Linked DNA regions of Sus scrofa: regions 2 and 3 are each linked to region 1. A link is a contact called in public Hi-C and HiChIP or PLAC-seq data. All regions are on one chromosome and are shown on one strand. Each heading gives the region's core, a stretch centred on a gene start, on an enhancer-like site or on the middle of the called end of the contact. The rest is flanking DNA. Distances are from core to core; before and after follow the strand shown. Region 1 holds the start of KRI1 (protein KRI1 homolog). Region 2 holds the start of ICAM3 (intercellular adhesion molecule 3). Region 3 holds the start of TYK2 (tyrosine kinase 2).

Region 1 (2,744 bases), core at 66-2,565:
AACAAAACAAAACAAAACAAAAAAACGAGCAGTCCCAGACCTGTTCTCTGATAGAATGTGGCATCTTTCTTGTAAATCCGGGGATCCTTCTTCTTCAACAAGGATAGAGTCCTGTAAAAGTCTCGCTCCTGCTGGGGGTCAAATTCCTAGGGCAGGAAAAGAGGTGGAGACAGATTTCAGAAGGAGGCACCTGGTGATGAGGGCACCAGGGGTAGGTGGGCTGAGAGGGTGTGGGAATTAGGGTGGGGGAGGGGCATATATTAAGAAGCAGGAAGGGGAATCTGGCTAGAGAGGCAGGTGGGGGGTGGAGGTCTGGATCTGAGTGGAAGAGGGGGGCAAACGGGTGGAGGAGGGAGAGGGGCCGTCTTGGGGGTGGTCCACACATAGGATATGTACAGGATATGAAATGGAAGTAGTGGGTAAGGAGAGGTTACTTCCTGGCATCAGTAAGGGATTCAGGACACGGGGCTAGGTGGGCAGAAAGGGCACAGGAAGAATGGAGAGAAAGGGCTGGACCACTCAGGGAGACTGGGAAGATCAGGGCTGCTATGGGGAAAAGGTGGGTGCCCCATGTGGCAGAGGGATGCCCCACTTTGGGGAGAGCGGCAGGCGTTGAGAAAGGGTTAGACTGTTAGGGACAAAAAGGTGGACAGACAGTTTACACCTCACAGATCAAGATGGGCCAGGAGCTCCGAGGTGAGAAGGGGGAGGTAGGGGGAATCTGGCCACCCCCTGGGGATGGGGAGGACGCTGTCTGGCTCTCAAGGGAATGAAGGGCGGGAGTTGAAAGCTCCCCTCGGCGCGCTGGTGATGAGGGTAAGCAGCTCCCTATAAGCCGGGCAAGGATGGTGTGCTTGGAAGCCTCCCCAAGTTCAGGACGGAAGCGGGTAAGCTCACCACGCGCTCATCGCTGGAGTCAGACTCGGAGCTGGAGTCGCCACTGCCGTCCTGGTCTCCGTAGCGATCTTTGACTGTGGGGCACAGATAGGAGCCCTCAGGTCAGCCTGGGGGACCAGATCAAGCCCACTTCCTGACCGCCCGGCATGCGCCGGCGCCCCGCGCGCATGCGCCCCGCACTCACGCCGCTGCAGCTCCTCGCGCTCCCGGTAGCGGCCGTACCGCGCAGCAAACGCCGCGTTCACCCGCAGGGGCGACGACCCGCGCGGCTCCGGCATGGCGGCTCTGGGCACACTGCGCAAGCGTACGGAGGGCGCCCCAGGGGGCGGGGCTACTCCCTAGCAAGCTAGCTTTAAATGGGGCGGAGCCTCGTGGACGGCACTTAACCCAGCCCCTGGCCCTTCCGGGATCCCAAGCCCTGTGACGGCAGTCCCCACCCATGGGCCACGCCTCTGCAGGGAAGGCTACGGCCACCGCCCACCCCACTCCCCCACCCCCAGGGCTCCCGGCACCCAGCTGACATCTGGGGGCCCTTTCTCCACTCGCGGTTTCCTGCCTCCCTTCCGTTCCGACAGCGCAAACCGCTGCCCCACCCAGCTCACTCACCCCTTGCGCCCTGGGAATTACCACTCTCGCCCCTCCGCCAAAGGACCCACGATCCGCGACCTGGGTGCCCACCCCCACAAACATCCTGAATGCACGACTCTCCATCGCAGCCTCAAAAATCAGAAGCCACTGGCGCTATGATCATGCACAAGTCTTAATTTAATGGGTAAAAACATTAAATTACACACACAACAATTTTTTCCATAAAGCTTAATAAATAGAATGTGTTAACGCTGTACAAGGGACTGGAAAACAAGCTTTTAAACAAAATATGAATGAACTCATACTACCCTTTTACTGATTTGGAACACCCCCCTCCCCCATGCCCGAAAGCAGTGTGCACACTTGAGGTCTAGCTCTGGGTATAGCTGGCCAAGGTCGACAGGTTCCAGGAGCCTTGGAAGGAATGACCTCACTCTGGAGCTAGGGCTTTAAACGCTCTGCCCTTGGGACTTGTCTGTAGTCCCAGCAGTCTGGGGGGTGGAGGAAACTGAACCGTTTAGGTGGCTGTTGCCTGCAGGAGCCCTTCTCTGCCCAATACACCAAAAGGGGTGAGAGGAAAAAAAATGAGAAATGCACCTCAAACACACACACCCCAGAAATCAACACCAACAAGCCACAAACTTGTGCCCCTCGGCAGTGGGCAGGAGGAGCTAAGGGAGAAAGTGTTTCTTCCCTTCTCTTCTGACACAGAACCCAGCCGGGTCCTGTTGCTGGACTGGGTGGCCCCAGGTCACAGTGGTGCCACTGTGTGCCGCTGTAGTATGTCCATGAGATCCTGAGCACCTCTCCCCCTTGCCAGCTCCAGGGGTGTAAGCCCCCTGGCGTCCCTGTGATGGAGATCAGATTCAGCAGCCAGGAAGCTGACCACAGAGGTGTGGCCCTCTCTCACAGCCAGATGAATGGGGAGTGCCCCGGTGCCATCAGGTGCATTGACATCAGCGCCGTGCTCTACCAACACTTTCAGGGTGTCAAGGAATCCAGTACGGGCTGCATCGTGGGCCGGAGTGGTGCCGGAAGCATCCTGGACATTGGGGCTGGCACCTTGTTTCAGGAGCTCCTGGGCGATGGTGGGGCTGCCAAACATCATGACCTGTTGGGGGCAGAGGGTCAGGGGGTCCTCAAAGGAGGAGGCCCAGGAAAATGGGGGACTGGAGAAAAGGGTCATTCAGGAGTAGAGAATGCCAGAGACAAGGTCCTCTAGAGAATGAGAAATTTGGGGGAATATAAGCTCCCAGGCA
Region 2 (2,744 bases), core at 141-2,640, 190 kb before region 1:
GCAGTTTACCAAGACAGACTCTCCAGGAAGCACTGCTGGGGGCTGCAGCTCCACTCTCATCTGGAACTCCTGCCCCTGAGCACCTGCAAGAATTAAGGGAAACTCTGCTGGGGGCTCCAATGCCCCGCAACCCACGCATCCCATCTGCAGCAGGCCCCACCATTCGGCACCTCCTCTTGTTGAGATGGTCCCTGCCTTCCAGGTGTTTCGGTTTAGTGGAGAAATACATTCAATGAACCAGGAACGCAAGAGAACTGGGACAGAGGCCAGAGGAGACCCTGATCCAGTCACCAGGAGAAAGTGAGTCAGGGAAGGCCTCCTGGAGGAGAGGACCACTGTGGCCAGTTTTTTTTTTTTTTTTAATTTTCCCACTGTACAGCAAGGGGGTCAGGTTATCCTTACTTGTATACATTACAATGTGGCCAGTTTTAAAGGTTTAAGGAGTTATCCAAGTGAAAGGGTGATCCTGGCAGCTGGAAGAGCACAGGCAGAGGTGGAGGCTCCAGATGGAGCAGGGAGAGGTGCAGGTGTGCATGTGTGTTTTCGTGTTTGCATGCGTGTTTTCGTGTTCGCATGCATGTATGTGCATTTGTGTGTGTGTGTGTTTTGTGGAGGTGGCGGGGAACAAGTCAAATGCAGGGTTGGGCCTTAGGGAGCCCTGAGGGCTGAGTGCAGGAGCCATCACTCTCTCCCAAGGACATTGGTGAGCCCCCCAGCAGATCAGAGCTAAAGAAGCGTAAGTTGGGAGTTCTCTGATGGCCTAGCAGGTTGAGGCTCCTGCGTTCTCACCGCTGTGGCTCTGGTTGCTGCTGTGCTGCTGTCCTGGCCCAGGAATTCCCACATACTGCCTGTGTGGCAAAAAAGAAAAAAAAATATACAAAAAAACCCAAAGAGAGAACCTGAAATAAACGTTGCAACTCTCATTTAAAAAAAAAAAAAAAAAAGCGTAAGTTACCACAGCCCCAGGCAGCAGGGTGTGAGATGCTCTGTGGGCCTTCCCCTCCCCTCCCAATTCCCCAATTCCAGCCCTCCCCTGTACCTCACCTGGGGGTAGTAGACAGGCAACTAGAAGCAGAGAGATGAGGAAAATCCAGTAGGCCCCGGACGGCAGCCACGATGGCACCATGGTGGCCATCCTGCAGGAGGAAGTTGCCTTAATGAGGTGCTGGCTACCACGGAGCAAGCGAGTCACCCAGGGGAAGGAAGCACAGTCACTGCAGTTACGAAGGCTGCAGTCCAGGGGCCGCACCTTGTCCAGTCCTGGGGAGGGGCAGGGGATACTCTGTCCCCCCCGGGGTTCCGAGTTGGGGGGCCCAATGGGGTGGAAGGCTCTGGCAAGCCTCTGAGAGGGCAGACCTCAGTTAAACCCTGATCCCACATGAACCCACAGGAAGTGCTAACACTATCATCTTCCTTTGTTAACAGCACTGGAAAGCCTTAGGGGGAGGGGTGTGAAACATCTTCCTGTTGAACTTTGGTGAAGTGGGGCAGATGCTCTGTCCCAAGCAGGAAGTTACTGGGGGATATTCAGACACTTGCCTCGAAGTGATAGATAGGGTGGGACTTCAAGGCAACATTTCAAGGAGGCAACCATGAGCAGACTTGAGGAGTTAGCATGAGATCTCAACCTTCCTGGGGGGCAAAGAAGAGATTTGGAGGTGATAATGAGAGACCGCCTAAGATGAGTGAAGCCATGACAATGAACAGAGCTCACACTGATTGGGCACTTGTGCCAGGCTCTGTGTTGGCTGCCCCAATGATTCCTATGGGGGCCACTTACCTTTGTTTATTTATTTATTGTCTTTTTTTTGCTATTTCTTTGGGCCGCTCCTGCGGCATATGGAGGTTCCCAGGCTAGGGGTCGAATTGGAGCTGTAGCTGCCAGCCTACGCTAGAGCCACAGCAACGCGGGATCCGAGCCGCGTCTGCAGCCTACACCACAGCTCACAGCAACGCCGGATCGTTAACCCACTGAGCAAGGGCAGGGACCGAACCCGCAACCTCATGGTTCCTAGTCGGATTCGTTAACCACTGCGCCACGACGGGAACTCCTATTTATTGTCTTTTTGTCTTTTTAGGGCTGTACCCGCGGCATATGGAGGTTCCCAGGCTAGGGGTTGAATCGGAGCTGTAGCTGCTGGCCTATGCCACAGCCACAGCAAAGCAGGATCCCTGCCGCATCTGCAACCTACACCATAGCTCATGGCAATGCTGGTCCCAGAACCACTGAGCAAGGCCAGGGATCGAACCCACAACCTCATGGTTCCTAGTCAGATTCGTTTCTGCTGCACCACAACGGGAACTCCCAGGGCCCCTTACCTTTGAGGGTCTTGGGGGAAGGTCCCCACATTCCCTGGGTGCAGTGCCGAGGTGGGGTGTGTGGAGATGGCTAAATCTGGAACCACCGTTTGCCAAGGGGCTATTTGTAACCCCTTCCCCCTATCCCCATCCCCCCTTGCCCTTCCCTCCAGAGAGGTGGTCTTTATCCAAGAGAAGGGACTGCGGGGTGGGGGTCGGGTGGGCATATCCCCTCCATCAGCTCCATTTCTCAGACCACTGACCTGTCTCCTGTGCCTCTGCTCTGAGCTCCAGAGAGGGACTTTGTTGAGGGCTATGATGGTGTTTTCCCCAGTGGCTGCGACACTGCATTCTCCCACCAGCTGAGCATGAGTGTTTCAGTTTCGCTACATCCTTGTCAACACTTGCTGTTTCCTATGTGCTTTTCCTCAGCATTCATCTACTCT
Region 3 (2,744 bases), core at 145-2,644, 150 kb before region 1:
AACCCAACCAGGAGTTCCCGTCGTGGCGCAGTGGTTAACAAATCCGACTAGGAACCATGAGGTTGCGGGTTCGGTCCCTGCCCTTGCTCAGTGGGTTAACGATCCGGCGTTGCCGTGAGCTGTGGTGTAGGTTGCAGACGCGGCTCGGATCCCGCGTTGCTGTGGCTCTGGTGTAGGCCAGGGGCTACAGCTCCGATTCAACTCCTAGCCTGGGAACCTCCATATGCCGCGGGAGCGGCCCAAGAAATAGCAACAACAACAACAACAACAAAAGACAAAAAAGACAAAAAAAAAAAAAAAAAGAACCCAACCAGTGTCCATGAGGACTCAAGTTTGATCCCCGGCCTCGCTCAGTGGGTTAAGCATCCCGAGTTGTGGCAAGCTGTGGCAGTGGGTCACAGATGAGGCTGGCATTGCTGTAGCCGTGGCAGAGAGTGGCAGGTATAGCTCTGATTCAACCCTTAGCCTGAGTACTTCCATATGCCGTGGGTGTGGACCTAAAAAAAACCCAAAAAAACAAAAGCAACAACAAAAAACTGACATTGTAAATGAATCTGTGCCTTTTCAACACTGTTCTGCCTGTTTCAGTTTAGTACCTTGACATAGACATGAAAAAATAACATATAAAAACAAGAATGAAGTAATTATTGGTTTGATCATCATAATCCTTCTGCCTCTTTCAAGCCACGATTACTGCCTCCTACATCCATCCCCAGGAGCGACATGCAGGCCCTGCTGGCTCCCTGAGTGGAGGAGGGGCTGTGCTCAGCTCTCTTCCCAGCAGTCTGGAACTTTTTGAGAGCTAGGCCCAGGGCCAAGGCCCCCTGAGGTCTCCAGTATTTCCCAGAGGGGCTGTCAGCAATTCCACCGATATTACTGATTTAAGCAGTGATGGGGAAAAAAAGAATATTGTAATAGCACAATGTCGGATTGTCAGGAATCCTTTCTGAGCCTGTTTCCTCATTTGGAAAGTGGGCATATAACAGTCTCTCCCTCAAAGGGTTGTTGGGAGGATTCAACGAGGTGAGGCAGGGAAAGAGCTCGGCACAAGGCCTGGAATGCAATACACGATCGACAAATGTTCTATATTATTATCTTATTAACGTTCGAAATAAGATCCTGGAGATAGGGCTTTGGGGGTGACCATCTCCTCCTTCCTCGTTACCATTGGGCCCAGACCCAGCTTTGAAGATGGGATCTGGGTGAGACCCGCAACCCCCCACCCCGCAACATTGAAACCTCCAAACCCCGATGGTAGGGGCAGAAATCGCGACGTGCACCCACCGGGTAAAGACCAGTCTTAAGGCAGTGTGGGCGCTTCTACCCACCTCCTGCCCAGGGTAGTCAGTCTCCGATCTCCCGCCGGCCACGCCATTCCTGAAGATCTCCTGGGCGCGCCCCCACGTGCCCCGATCTAGACTCACCCTTTAGCGGGAACTCTGGCTCGAACCCGGGACCCCGCCCCACAGCCCCGGGCCGCCGCCGCTAGATCGCAGCTGGGACACCTCCTCCTATTGGCTGCCTGAAACAGGCACACTCATTGGCCGCCGTTCTGCTCCGCCCTTTCTCTGCAAGGGCGGCGCTCCTATTGGTCCCGGCTTCACTTTTCGCTCCGCCTCGGGAGGAGGAATGAGGTCTTACGGAGTCTCAGCGACTTGTTAACCACCTGCTGGTGGACCCAAGTCAGGCTTCCGCACCCGAATCTGGTGCAAGCCTAGGTCCTCACTTCGGCGATTACGGCTGCAGCGGGCCGCCATTCAGTCCTACAACCCCCTTGCCAGATGGCCCTACATTCCATCCAGCCTCTTCCCTATCTGCCAGGCCAGCCTTGCTTTGAGGGTGAGAACGTCTTCCTCCACAGGAGGAATTTCCGGCCACCTGCTCACATCCCTTTTCTGATCGCCTGTAGCTCCGTCCTTTGAAGCCTCTTTGCTCTCTAGGTAGCAGCTTGGACATCCCACTTGATCCCTACATAGCACGTCCCTGCCATTTACGGAGAAGGTTATGCGCTGAGCTTTTTACACACTTTATCTCATCTGTAGTCCTCTGAGGGCTCTCTCTCTCTTTTAAATTATCTATTTTATTTTATTTAAAAAAAATTTTTTTTGGTCGTGCCTGCAGCATGTGGAAGTTCCCCAGGCCGGGGAGCAAACCCACACCACAGCGGTGACCTGAGCCTCCGCAGTGACAATGAAGGATCTTTAACCCACGGAGCCGCAAAGAAACTGAGGCACAGTGAAGTGAGGAAGAATTTCTCCCTGACCAAACTTTAGCTCTCTGAGCCTTTTCCTGGCTACCCCTCAACCTAGCCCCAGTCCTACCTTTGGGCTGCACAGTCCAGTCTGAGCAAAGAATCCTTGTAGATCATCCCCCAATCCTTGATATCTGATCAAGTTTCTTCCCACCATTGATGTATAAATCCTTGGCCTATCTATTTTTTTTAATTTTTATTGTACTTGATTTATAATGTTCTGTCAATTTCTGCTGTAAAGTGACCCAGCTATACATACATACATTCTTTTTCTCATATTATCTTCCATCATGTTCCATCACAAGTGATTGGATGTAGTTCCCTGTGCTATACAGCAGGAGTCTTTTTTTTTTCCCTAAATGGTGGAACCCAAGGCATATGGAAGTTCCCAGATCAGGGACTGAACCAAGCCACAGAGCCACAGTTGTGACCTGAAGCACCAGATCCCTCAACACACAGTGTCTCTGCAGTGACCCAAGCTGCTGCAGTTGGA

What was found. Hi-C and Micro-C count contacts between places; a contact is called where the count stands out from the background. HiChIP or PLAC-seq counts read pairs in DNA pulled down with a chosen protein or histone mark.
Region 2: a contact with region 1 is called in an H3K27ac HiChIP or PLAC-seq map of alveolar macrophages. The contact joins the promoter of ICAM3 here to the promoter of KRI1 in region 1. A contact is called at or near these places in 4 of 47 Hi-C or Micro-C datasets (embryonic fibroblasts, liver, mesenteric adipose tissue and 1 more) and 1 of 2 datasets of contacts at active chromatin or transcription factors (alveolar macrophages).
Region 3: a Hi-C map of skeletal muscle shows a contact between it and region 1, with 4 times the contacts expected there. The contact joins the promoter of TYK2 here to the promoter of KRI1 in region 1. A contact is called at or near these places in 1 of 5 promoter capture datasets (liver), 1 of 47 Hi-C or Micro-C datasets (skeletal muscle) and 1 of 2 datasets of contacts at active chromatin or transcription factors (alveolar macrophages).

The regions. Positions count from the first base shown.
Region 1 is chr2:69,335,789-69,338,532 of Sscrofa11.1, forward strand. It overlaps KRI1 (protein KRI1 homolog), which reads right to left and starts at 1,316. Exons shown (of 19, transcript XM_013987437.2): 1 at 1,082-1,316; 2 at 898-971; 3 at 41-146. The coding sequence starts at 1,175. It overlaps CDKN2D (cyclin-dependent kinase 4 inhibitor D), which reads right to left. Exons shown (of 3, transcript XM_005654859.2): 3 at 1,640-2,596. The coding sequence ends at 2,237.
Region 2 is chr2:69,148,831-69,151,574 of Sscrofa11.1, forward strand. It overlaps ICAM3 (intercellular adhesion molecule 3), which reads right to left and starts at 1,391. Exons shown (of 5, transcript NM_001145379.2): 1 at 1,045-1,391; 2 at 1-83. The coding sequence starts at 1,135.
Region 3 is chr2:69,182,012-69,184,755 of Sscrofa11.1, forward strand. TYK2 (tyrosine kinase 2) reads right to left here and starts at 1,395. Exons shown (of 25, transcript NM_001114670.1): 1 at 1,285-1,395.